Regions from separate parts of the Macaca mulatta genome. Here region 1 is linked to region 2. The links are chromatin contacts, called in public Hi-C maps. All regions are on one chromosome and are shown on one strand. The core of a region is the stretch at or near the end of the contact, and the rest is flanking DNA. Distances in the headings are between cores, read along the strand shown. Region 1 holds the start of NDUFAF3 (NADH:ubiquinone oxidoreductase complex assembly factor 3). Region 2 holds the start of P4HTM (prolyl 4-hydroxylase, transmembrane).

Evidence for each region. A called contact is a pair of places that touch in the nucleus more often than the background predicts.
Region 1: a Hi-C map of fetal cortex germinal zone shows a contact between it and region 2, with 2.2 times the contacts expected there. The contact joins the promoter of NDUFAF3 here to the promoter of P4HTM in region 2. A contact is called at or near these places in 3 of 14 Hi-C or Micro-C datasets (CD4 T cells, fetal cortex germinal zone and liver).

The regions. Positions count from the first base shown.
Region 1 is chr2:112,449,434-112,455,119 of T2T-MMU8v2.0, reverse strand. NDUFAF3 (NADH:ubiquinone oxidoreductase complex assembly factor 3) reads right to left here and starts at 2,640. Exons shown (of 5, transcript NM_001194523.1): 1 at 2,068-2,640; 2 at 1,752-1,944; 3 at 1,524-1,590; 4 at 1,317-1,417; 5 at 1,001-1,237. The coding sequence starts at 2,144. The coding sequence ends at 1,121. It overlaps DALRD3 (DALR anticodon binding domain containing 3), which reads left to right and starts at 2,784. Exons shown (of 12, transcript XM_077992754.1): 1 at 2,784-3,446. It overlaps MIR191 (microRNA mir-191), which reads left to right and starts at 3,584; the gene lies at 3,584-3,675. It overlaps IMPDH2 (inosine monophosphate dehydrogenase 2), which reads left to right. Exons shown (of 15, transcript XM_015130951.3): 15 at 1-23. It also overlaps MIR425.
Region 2 is chr2:112,417,324-112,422,800 of T2T-MMU8v2.0, reverse strand. It overlaps P4HTM (prolyl 4-hydroxylase, transmembrane), which reads right to left and starts at 3,881. Exons shown (of 9, transcript XM_077992758.1): 1 at 3,200-3,881; 2 at 2,896-2,977. The coding sequence starts at 3,526. LOC106996921 (a long non-coding RNA gene) reads left to right here and starts at 4,013. Exons shown (of 2, transcript XR_013413939.1): 1 at 4,013-4,522. LOC144339189 (a long non-coding RNA gene) reads left to right here. Exons shown (of 2, transcript XR_013413948.1): 1 at 1-552; 2 at 1,167-2,978.

The sequences.
Region 1 (5,686 bases), core at 1,391-3,890, 34 kb before region 2:
AGTTTAGAAAGAAAAAAGTGATGCCTGATCTTTCACCAGACAGGTGGGGCTGTGTAGCTGCCACTACCACAGATGCACACAAACACAGCACCCTCATTTCCAGGGGGAGCCTCAGGCCCTGAGATAAATGTGTTCCAGGTTCAAAAAGTTCTTCCTGGGGCTGCTCACAAAACCGCTCTGACCAGCTGTGGCTCCTGGGGTTTCAGTCTCACACTGAGCATCTGACTCTGGCTCCCGAGGGGTCAAAGGGTCAAAGAACAATCCCTGGGACTGGCATACACAGGGCATCCTGCTAGGACCAGATTAAGACATATAAATATTCCCTAACTTGAATCTCTCTCAGCCATGCACGTTGGCTCACACCTGTAATCCCAGCACTTTGGGAAGCTGAGGTGGGCGGATCACTTGAGGTCAGGAGTTTGAGACCATCCTGGCCAACATGGTGAAACCCCATCTCTACTAAAAATACAAAGATTAGCTGGGCGTGGTGACGCATACCTGTAGTCCCAGATACTCAGGAGGCTGAGGCAGGAGAATCACTGGAACCTGGGAGGGGGAGGTTGCAGTAAGCTGAGACTGTGTGACTGCACTCCACCCTACGAAAGAGCAAGACTCCTTTTCAAAAAAAAAAAGCTGGGTATGGTGGTAGGGGCCTGTAATCCCAGCTACTCAGGAGGCTGAGGCAGGAGAATCGCTTGAATCCTGGAGGTGGAGGTTGTAGTGGGCCAAGATCACGCCACTGCACTGCAGCCTGGGTGACAGAGCCAGACGCCATCTCAAAAAAATAAAGTCAGCTATTTTGTGAGAAAAGTCATTGAGGTCCTCTCAACTCTGCATGTGAGGAAGTAGCTCTAGAACAGGTAAACATACTACTACCTGGCTTCTGAAAGACTAAGGAATCCTAAGTAATCTAGATAAAAAAGTGACTCCTTGGTTTCTTCACATTCCCCTCCAAGAGCCCAGTGAGCCATCAGCTCCTGGCCAGCAACACACCTGATACAAAATGGGGAAGTGTATAAATTATTATGTTGATAAGCAAGGTTAAGTGCCAAAGGGTAGATAAGAGTGCAACCATCGGGAAGCCTGGCAGAGTGCAGTCAGCAGGACAGTTCACGGTGGTTCATTGAGCAGCTTGGCCCAAAGGTTTGAGTGAAGTCCCTCCTGGTGGAGGGATGAGAGCAGCTCCAGTTACTCGGCCTTCATGACACAGGAAGTTGAAGGTGGCACAGGCATTGGGCTGCAAAGAAAAGGCCAGCATCAGCCTGTCTAGCATCAGGCCTGTGCTCCCCGCAGCATGCCCCAGTCCCGGGACTCACCGTGTCCTGCACTTCCACAGCAATGCCCCGCTGCCTCATGGCTTGAAGCACCTGGGACTGCAGCCTCTCGGTCCGGTCTCCAGTCCCCACCACAACAATCTCTAGGGAAGGGAGAATGTGGCTAGTCTACAGTTCTGTTGAGATGCTGGGGTGGGGTCGCCTTTTGGGGCCCAGAACACCTCTGTTCTCCCTCCCCTCCCCCAGTACCTATCCGGGGCTCCAGCATCCAGAAGAGGGAAAAGCTCTCTTCGGTGATGTCCTGGTGGGATCCCACCTGTGCAGGGAAGAGGCACATTTAATACGACAAATCCACGCAGCCTCTCCCCACCTCCATCCACTACAGGACATAGAGGAAAGCCAAGTTTACAGGGACACAAGCAGGGTGAGGGCCTGTGACTCTGGGCCTCAGTTTCCTCACTGCGGGCCAGGACTCACGTTCCATTGCACCACCGAGTGCGGGAGCAGAGCGCAGGGCCCGAGCACGCGGTTGCCGTTTATCATGAAGCCGCGGCTGTTGTAGCTGTCGATGTACGTGGCCTGAGCGGCCTCGCGTTGTAGCAGAGAGATGTGAGTCCGCTGATACAGCTCGTCATCCGCCGGCGAGAGTCGATGCCCGCGCCGCGGGGCCCTGCGGAAGAAAAGGGTCAGGGGAGTGGGGCCGGGCTGCGCCGCCCGAGAGGCCGGAAGGTGCGGGGCTGGCCGTCGCCGGCCCTACGGGAGGGATGGTCGAGGGCGCGGGGTCCAGGCTCACCAGAGAAGCTCAACGGGCGGACAGCGCAACGAGGGTCGCGCTCGATACAAGCTACGCAGCGCGAGAGCGGTGGCCATGGCTGAGCGACGCGCGGCGAAGTCGTCACCGGCGCCGTTAGTCACCAGGTTGGCGGGGCCCTGCGGAGCCTGACCCAGCGAGGCTGCAGCGCCCCCTGCGTCCTGGAGGGCACCGCACAGCTCGGCCGGCCCAGCAGGCGAGTGTCATCTGTCCGAGGAGGCCGAGTTCCCCGACCTCCGGCGCAGCTCCAGTGTCAGCACCTGCCGCCCTCCCCGTCCCGGGCCCTTGCCCACCGTCCCAGGGGAGTGGAACACCTGGTAGCGTGTCCGCCCTCAGGGCGTTGCCTGGGTCGCAGCCGCGGCCTGGCCCCCGGGCTCTCAGCTATTAAGCCGCGCTCCCGGGGCGGGGCGGTCGCCCACCTAGTCCTGTCCCGAACACCTGGCCAGGCGGTCGGTGCCAGACTTCTAGCCCCTAATCCCAGCCTTTGGGGCTTCGGGCACCGTGGGCGGGTCAGTCGACTCAAGTTTCTCCGGCTCAGCGCCGAAGCACGCCCCGCCCTAACCGCCACCCGCGCGACCGTTGGCCTCTCCACCGCCCCCGGAGAGGGGCGTGGCCGAGCGTGGATTGGCTTCTCGGGTGCTCCAGGGGGCGTGGCCAGATGGTTTCTCCTTAAAATGGCTCCAAGTCTGCAGGCAGCCAGAGCAAGCGGAAGGGCAAGCCGTGGTAGTGTTGGACTGACCGTTCGGCTGGGCCAGACCAGGCCGAACAGGACCAGACTTGAAGTAGAAGCGCGTGGAGCATCACCTTGTCCTCGTTCACTCTGCTCGCGTCCTGGGAGTCCCCCGTCCCCCGTCTTGATCCAAGTCAAGGGCCTACTGGCGCGAGAGTCGCTGGCGCCCGCGCGGGGTTTGGGCATCTCGGCACGCCGGCTGTGTCGTGGCCTCAGGGGAACATTGTTGCCTTCGCTACCCGCGGGGCCGAGCGAGCGGGAAGCTCGGCACAGTCGGGGCCTGGTGGTGGGTCCCCTGGGGCCGGTCGCAATGGGTTTCCGGGGGTCCCGCTGCTGCTCTGTGGACCCCTTCGGCTCCTGGTGCTCTGGGCGCTGGCAGCGTCACCGGACAAAGGCCACGAGCGCGGGGGTGTCCCCGAGGCGGACGCGCGGGTTTACTTCCTCTCCGGCCCCACGGGCGCGCTTCCCTCCTGGCGGATTCCGAAGCCCGCCCCACCACCGTCACCGCACCAGTGGCCCAGGCAGGCTTCGTGGGACCAACAGGGCTAATCCTGCCCCGCGGATCTAATCCGGATCGGGACCCGGTCCCAGGGGAGGCCCTCACCTCCCCTTCTATTGTTCTGGGGCTCAGGTGAGCGTCTTATTCCCTCTAGACTCGGTTTCACAGCCTACTCCCGGGTCTTCCTCCTGGGAGTGGGGATGGGCGGGTTCTGATGTGGCCCCAGGGCGAGTGACCTGGGGGCAGGAGCTCCCCCGCCCCCCCGCCAACGGCTGGACAGCGGGCAACGGAATCCCAAAAGCAGCTGTTGTCTCCAGAGCATTCCAGCTGCGCTTGGATTTCGTCCCCTGCTCTCCTGCCTGAGCAGCGCCCTGGCCCAGATGGGGTGCCCCTGACCCCCAGACATAATTTACTGAGCCGCTTGGGTCTCAGTTCCTCTCAGGTGCGCCCTCAGGCTGGAGGTGATGGGTGTAGAGGTGGGAGAGCCGAGGCTGGTGGCCATCTCTGGAACCCTGGGGAGCACTGGCGAGGGAGGGTGGACCCAGGACCTCCGGGTAGGAATGCAATGGTAGTGAGTCCCCGAGGGCTGCCTCATCCCGCATTTCGCTAAAGATAGCCCTCTACTTCCTGGGGAAAAACCACCCCAACCGTCTTCGTGGATGAGTGTATCTAAAGTCCTCAGTTTGGCTGAGGGTTCTCAACCCTGCCCAGCAGTTGTCTCCAGGTTATGCACCTTCAGAATGGAAAGCGCTTTGGAATGACACGATCACTCCCGTTGAGTGGGCCCCCGAGAAGCCATCGGGAATGTCGTGTCCGCCCAGTGCTCTTTCGGCGCCTCCCAGCAGGGCCTCAGCCCTGGCCCAGAAAAGGGCCTTGCCAAGCTTTTCCTGCCCCTGGGTTTCCCTGCTCTCCGGATTTCCCAACTCTCTACTGAGTTAGCTTCTCTATTAAAAGGAATGGGGGTGGGGTGGGGTGGGGTGAGTATGTTACAGTGAAATGAAAACATTTGGGAATCTTTGTGGGAGAAAGAAAAAAACTTTCCTATTGGTAGAGGAGTAATATTCCAACTGAGGCCTGTTTTTCTACTTCTTATGGTCGCATTATTGGGTTGGCCTGTAAATGGCTGTTGCCTAAAACAGGAAGCGTAAGGATCCTTGTTAAAGCACACCAGGTTAAAGGAGTCACATTAAAAGCTGGTCATTCTGGGCCGGGTTTAGGGGCTCACGCCTGTAATCCCAGCACTTTGGGAGGCCGAGGCAGGCGGATCACCTGAGGTCGGGAGTTCGAGGCTTGACAAACTTGGAGAAACCCTGTCTCTATTAAAAGTATTAAAAATACAAAAGTAGCCGGCCATGGTGGCGCATGCCTGTAATCCCAGCTACTTGGGAGACTGAGGCAGGAGAATCACTTGAACCCGGGAGGGGGAGGTTGCGGTGGTGAGCCAAGATCGCACCACTGCACTCCAGCCTGGGCAACAGGAGCGAAACTCCGTCTCAAAAAAAAAAAGCTGGTCATTCTGGAAGGCATCATGATGGTTGTAATTTCTCAGGTATCAAGAGAAGAAAACTGGCAATTGTATCAAGAGTGCGCATTTATTGGGCATAAAGACGACCTGGGCTGGGCGCAGTGGCTGACTCCTGTAATCCCAGCACTTTCGGAGGCCAAGGCGGGCAGATCACGAGGTCAGAAGTTCAAGACCAGCCGGGCCAACATGGCGGAACACGTCTCTACTAAAAATATAAAAATTAGCCGGGGTGGTGGCGGTCGCCTGTAATCCCAACTACTCGGGAGCCTGAGGCTGGAGAATCGCTTAAACCCGGGAGGCGGAGGCTGCAGTGAACCGAGATCGTGCCACTGCACCCCAGCCTGGAAGATAAGGGCAAGCCTCCGTCTCAAACAAAAAAACACTCATATCTCAAACGAGAAAATGCTTGCAAATAACCTGAAACCGCGGAACACTATTCTTTTTAAAACGATGTTTTAAGTAGGTCGTGAAAGTGGCCTTAATGTTATACTGCCTTATTCCAGTGACAAGTATTCGTCATGTGTAAAATGGGAGAAATGAAACGTTAACACAAAGATGTGAGACATCGATAAGAGACGGTACCCTCTCTGATCCCCCACCGGGTCGCGAGGATCCTTTTCCTGGTTGAGACCTGGCTACAGGGAAAGAACCCTAGGCCCGGGAAGGACTCCCGAGATTTCAGATCCAGGGCCCGGCTGTGCAAGTGGACAGCGCGGAAGGGGCGCTGGGGGTGGTAGGTCGAAAGTAGCCGACACGGCTCCTGCTGGCGGAATCTGTCCTCTTACGCGGACCGCCGCCGCATACCCGCCCCAGCCAGTCGATCCTTTCCGGAAGTTCACCTCCGTAA
Region 2 (5,477 bases), core at 2,632-5,131:
CACCCAGGCTGGAGTACAGTGGCATGATCTTGGCTCACTGCAACCTCCACCTCCCGGGTTCAAGTGATTCTCCTGCCTCAGCCTCCCGAGTAGCTGGGATTACAGGCATCTGACACCATGCCCAGCTAATTTTTGTATTTTTAGTCGAGACAGGGTTTCACCATGTTGGTCAGGCTGGTTTTGAACTCCTGACCTCAAATGATCCACCCGCCTCAGCCTCCCAAAGTGCTGGGATTACAAGCATGAACCACCAAGCCGGGCTCATTCTCTGCTTTACAGGACAAGCTGCTTATTAGGGAGACTTTGGCTTCATGGCTCACTTAACCTAACATGAATATGAATTAGATATATACAGATCCCAGGAAGGCTACTGAGAGAAAACACTGCCTCCTCAGATGTGTCTGTTCATAGTAGTGTAGTAGTAATGGGGTGAGTATTAGTCCCTTTCCTGGACCCCTCTTTCCTGACAGTTATCTCATACTTCCCACAAGTCTTTGCTCAAATTTTTTTTTTTTTTTGAGATGGAGTTTCATTCTTGTTACCCAGGCTGGAGTGCAATGGCACAATCTTGGCTCACCACAACCTCTGCCTCCCAGGTCCAAGCAATTCTCCTGCCTCAGCCTCCCAAGTAGTTGGGATTACAGGCATGTGCCACCACTCCCTGCTAATTTTGTATTTTTAGTAGATGGAATTCCTGCATGTTAGTCAGGCTGGTCTCGAACTCCTGACCTCAGGTGATCCACCCGCCTCGGCCTCCCAAAGTGCTGGGATTACAGGAGTGAGCCACCGAGCCCGGCCTTGCTCAAATATTTTTCTCAGGCAGGTCCACCTTGGCTACCTTATTAAGGGTTCCAGCCAGGCACGGTGGTTCTAACCTGTAATCCCAGCACTTTGGGAGGCCAAGGAGGGCAGATCACCTGAGGTCAGGAGATGGAGACCATCCTGGCTAACATGGTGAAAGCCCATCTCTACTAAAAATGCAAAAAATTAGCCGGACATGGTGGCACATGCCTGTAATCCCAGCTACTTGGGAGGCTGAGGCAGGAGAATCGCTTGAACCCGGGAGGCGGAGGTTGCAGTGAGCTGAGATCACACCATTGCACTCCAGCCTGGACAACAAGAGAGAAACTCTGTCTAAAAAAAAAAAAAAAGAGTTCCAATCCCAGCTGAACTTCTGCCTTACTGTCTGCTATTTTCTTTTTGTCTTTTTTTTTTTTTTTTGAGACGGGGTCTCTCTCTGTTGCCTAGGCTGGAGTGCAGTGGTGCAATGTTGACTCACTGCAACCTCTGCCTCCTGGGTTCAAGTAATTCTCATGCGTCAGCCTCCCGAACAGCTGGGATACAGGTGTCCGCCACGACACCCGGCTAATTTTTGTATTTTTAGTAGAGATGAGGTTTCACCATGTTGGTCAGGCTGGCCTTGAATTCCTGACCTGAAGTGATCCGCCTGCCTCAGCCTCCCAAAGTGCTGGGATTATAGGCATGAGTCACCGCGCCCAGCCCTGTCAGGTATTTTATGTTGGCAAAAAAGAAAAAAGAAAAAAAATGTGCCTTACTTGTTTGCAATCACATATCACCATCTGAAACACCAATGTATATATTTTTTTGTCTGTTTCCTCTTCATTTGAATGTCAGCTTCAGGGTTTTGTTTCATTGTTTATATTTAGTTCAATGCTGTGTTCCCAGCACCTAAAATAGTGCCTGGCACAGATTTCAACTTTATTCAATAGTAACAGTAATAACAACCACCACCTTTGGATGCCCCTCCCACAACAGGACTGACAGCATAATCTATTTCCCTATAAACAGCATGCATATGACATCCTTCTGACAGGTCTAGGCATAATCCCCAACCAGGACTCTCTGCTTGGAGGTAATGACATGTGCTCAAATGTTCTACTTTGGCCCCAGCTCCTAACCCATTCCATCCCCCCGCAGGCAGGAATGGCCCTGGGTTTGCAAATATGTTTGTCACAGAGGCCAGGTACCCAGGGCTGGGCTGTACAAACACCCTGGACAAGGTCCATGGGACTAGGGGTCCCCATCTTGTTGACACTGGTGGCCTTTGAAGGACTCTGGGGTCTTCACAGCTCTCACTGTGGCTTTGCTGCGCAGGCCTTAGAGGCAGGCTATGTGGGTTCTAATCCTAGCTTCACCACTAAAGTAACCGTGTCAGCCTGGCCAAGCCACAGCAGCTCTCTGTGCCTAACTTTCTCCCCCACTGGTCTGAGGGTAGGATCTACACCCACATCACAGAGGGGTTGCAGGAATTAAATGAAATAATCATACGAAGGCAAGCACATAACGAGCTCAGAAACAATGAGCTATGTTGTGGCTCCAAGTGAAGTCACCCTAGAAGGCTTTGCCCATGATGGCTGAACAAAGACTTCACGGTAAGAAGAATCTCAGAGCGCTGGCAGCAAAAGCTGAGCCTCTGACTGGTGCTCCGGTGGAGGAGGCTGGTGGGGGGCACCAGTTTACCTACATTTCGACAGCCTGCTTCTCATCAGACCACAAGGCCCACTTGGGCAGTGGGATTTTCCCCAGAGGTCCTGAGGTCGGCAGAAAGCTGGTTATCAGTCTCCCACCTTCCCCTAGTTCTAGAAGGTGACAATTAATGGTGGCACGGAAGACAGCTGCAATGAAATGTTTAGACACCAGCCTCAGGCTCACTCTGCCAGCCCGGTGATGGAATAATGGACTGCAGGAAGTAGGGATAAGAGGGAGTGTTACCCTATTGCGAGGACGGGGAAGGTCCTTCACTTTGGTAATCCTCTGGAAGGGCTGCTTTGAAGCAGCCATTTTCAAAATAGAGGTCACGTGGTCACAATGAGCCTCAAGGTGGCCACCAAACCGCAGACCCTGGCCCTTCCCAGGAGTATCTGGCGGACTTACCGAAGAGCAGCGGCTTGAGGCTGAGGGTTCGGATGAAGTGATCCCTGTCGGTGACCAGCTGGACCTTACGTTCGTGCCCCACCTAAGGGAAAGGCGCACAGCGGGCAGCTGGGTCGCCAGACCGCGCTGCCCAAGAAGGGCCAAGTCACCCCGGCCCGGAGCGCGACAGCAGACGCGTGAGTGGGAGCGCACGGGACCGACGCAGAGCAGCGCCGGGGGCAGTGTGGGGACCCGGGTTGAGTGCCGGTCCTCTCGGGCTCAGCCGTGCAGGGCCTGGAGCGCGGCGGGGCGGGGAGGTCCTCACCTTGATGCCCTCCAGCCGGGTGAGGGGACCTAAGGTGGGCTCGGGCCCGGGGCCCTGGGCGCGGTGCTGGGGCCCGGGATCGCTGCTTTCGTCGCCATTGCTGTAGTGCACGAAGAGCAGCAGCGCCAGCACGTTACCCAGGTACAGATGCACGAACACCATCAGCACCAGGAAGTAGGCGCGCGAGCAGATGCCACGGGGCTTGCACAGCGGCCGCACTGGTGCGTCCTCGCCGTCGCCCAGCCCAGCCGCCGCCTGCGCCTTGCAGTGGTCTGGCGGCGCCCACTGCGGCCTCGAGGCCTCCCCTGTCACCGCCGCCGCCGCCATGGCACCCAGGTCGCGCGCGCCTCAAGGGGAGGGGCCGCGGGGTGCCCGCGCTGCGCAGTCGCCCGGACAACGGCCGCCAGGCCCGCGAGCGCCGCGGTAACTAGGAGACGGTGCCTGGGGGTGCCGAGCCCGCCCGGAGCCGCTTGTGTCCGCGCGGTGCTCGGCCTCCCTGCGCCTTGAGCTTCTCTTTCCAAGCTGGGTTGTTGTCGGGCAGAGCTGTACACTCCCCAAGTCAGAAGCCAAGGCCCCAAGTGTAGACGCAGACAAGAGCGGCACCATTAAGGCATACACTACTGGGAGCTTCTTGGTGCCTGCGTGAAGACGCCCTCTTGCCTCCGGGAACAGTATCGTCTGCATCTTCTGACTCCAGGAGCGGGGCTGGGGAGCGCAGGGCGGAGGAGGCAGCACTGGGATGACTCAACAGTGCGGCATTTGGGGGCGCCACGGAGGCCGGTACTGCGTAAGCGGCGATAGGGTAGGACCCACAGTCTCCTTGCAAGCGTTCTTGGAGCTCGGTTTGGCGGTCGGTCCGGATCTCCCGGGGAGTCCTGCCGGAGTGAGGCAGGCCTTAGGAAGAAGCTGCCTGATATGCAGGGTTGCATAGGCAGTCAGAGAGTGCATCCTGGAGGAGCCCTGGCATCAGGAAGGTGAGCCCCCCATGGCAACCCGCAGGAATGAGCCAGTGCTCAGGTGTATGAAACACTCCTTGCATCAAAGCTGGCACGTGTGAAGAGGCGGGAAGGGACTCTTCCACAACCGAGACACCATTACCTCAGAGAAAAATTAAACAGATTATCACCAAAAACGGGGTGGGGGGAAGACATACCTACCAGTGGTCAAGTGCCAAGGAATCCCTGCTCTTCGAGAGCTGGTTATCCTCAGGAAGAGATTACTACACGCCCTCAGGGCAGAAGCTGACCCCACTCCCTGAGGTGGACTTGGAGGCAAGAGCAACACTTTTAAGGCAGGTCACACTGGTGGTTTCTCCCTACCCTGGTAAGACGCCCCTACCTCTTCTCCCATCTCCTCTCCCTTCCCCACAGCAAAGCATAGTCTGCATTTTCTAGTCCCCTCAAGTCAAGGCAGGCCAGGGGCTCCAAGGGCAGGCCCACTTCTTTCTTCCAAGATTTTTTTTGTGTGTGTGTGACGGAGTCTCACTCTGTCGTCCAGGCTGGAGTGCAGTGGCGCGATCTTGGCTCACTGCAACCTCTGCCTCCCGGGTTCAAGCGATTCTCCTGCCTCAGCCTACCGAATAGCTGAAACTACAGGCATGCGCCACCATGGCGGGCCAATTTTTTTTTTTTTGTATTTTTATTATTTTTTTATTGTATTTTTTTTTGTTTTTGTTTTTTTGAAATGGAATCTTGCTGTGTCGCCCAGGCTGGAGTGCAGTGGCACAATCTCAGCTCACTGCAAGCTTCGCCTCCCAGGTTTACGCCATTCTCCAGCCTCAGCCTCCCAAGTAGCTGGGACTACAGGCACCCGCCACCACACCTGGCTAATTTTTTTTGTATTTTTAGTAGAGACAGGGTTTCACCATGTCAGCCAGGATGGTCTCAATCTCCTGACCCGTGATCTGTCTGTCTTGGCCTCCCAAAGTGCTGGGATTACAGGCATGAGCCACCATGCCCGGCTTTTTTTGTATTTTTAGTAGAGACACGGTTTCACCATGTTGGCCAGGCTGGTCTCCAACTGCTGACCTCAAGTGACCCGCCCACCTCGGCCTCCCAAACTGCTGGGATTACAGGCGTGAGCCACACCACCCAGCCTTTTTCCCAAGACTTTACACAGAGTGGCTGTTTTCACGATTCAAGCACATGTGGGCATCCACTAATCCAGCCACCCTCAGGGACCACTTTGGTCAATCTCCTTAGGATAGGATAGATGAACACTGCTTCACAAAAGGAGAGTTTCTGTTTCCAGACAGAAAGGGAACAGGCAGCAATGGGAG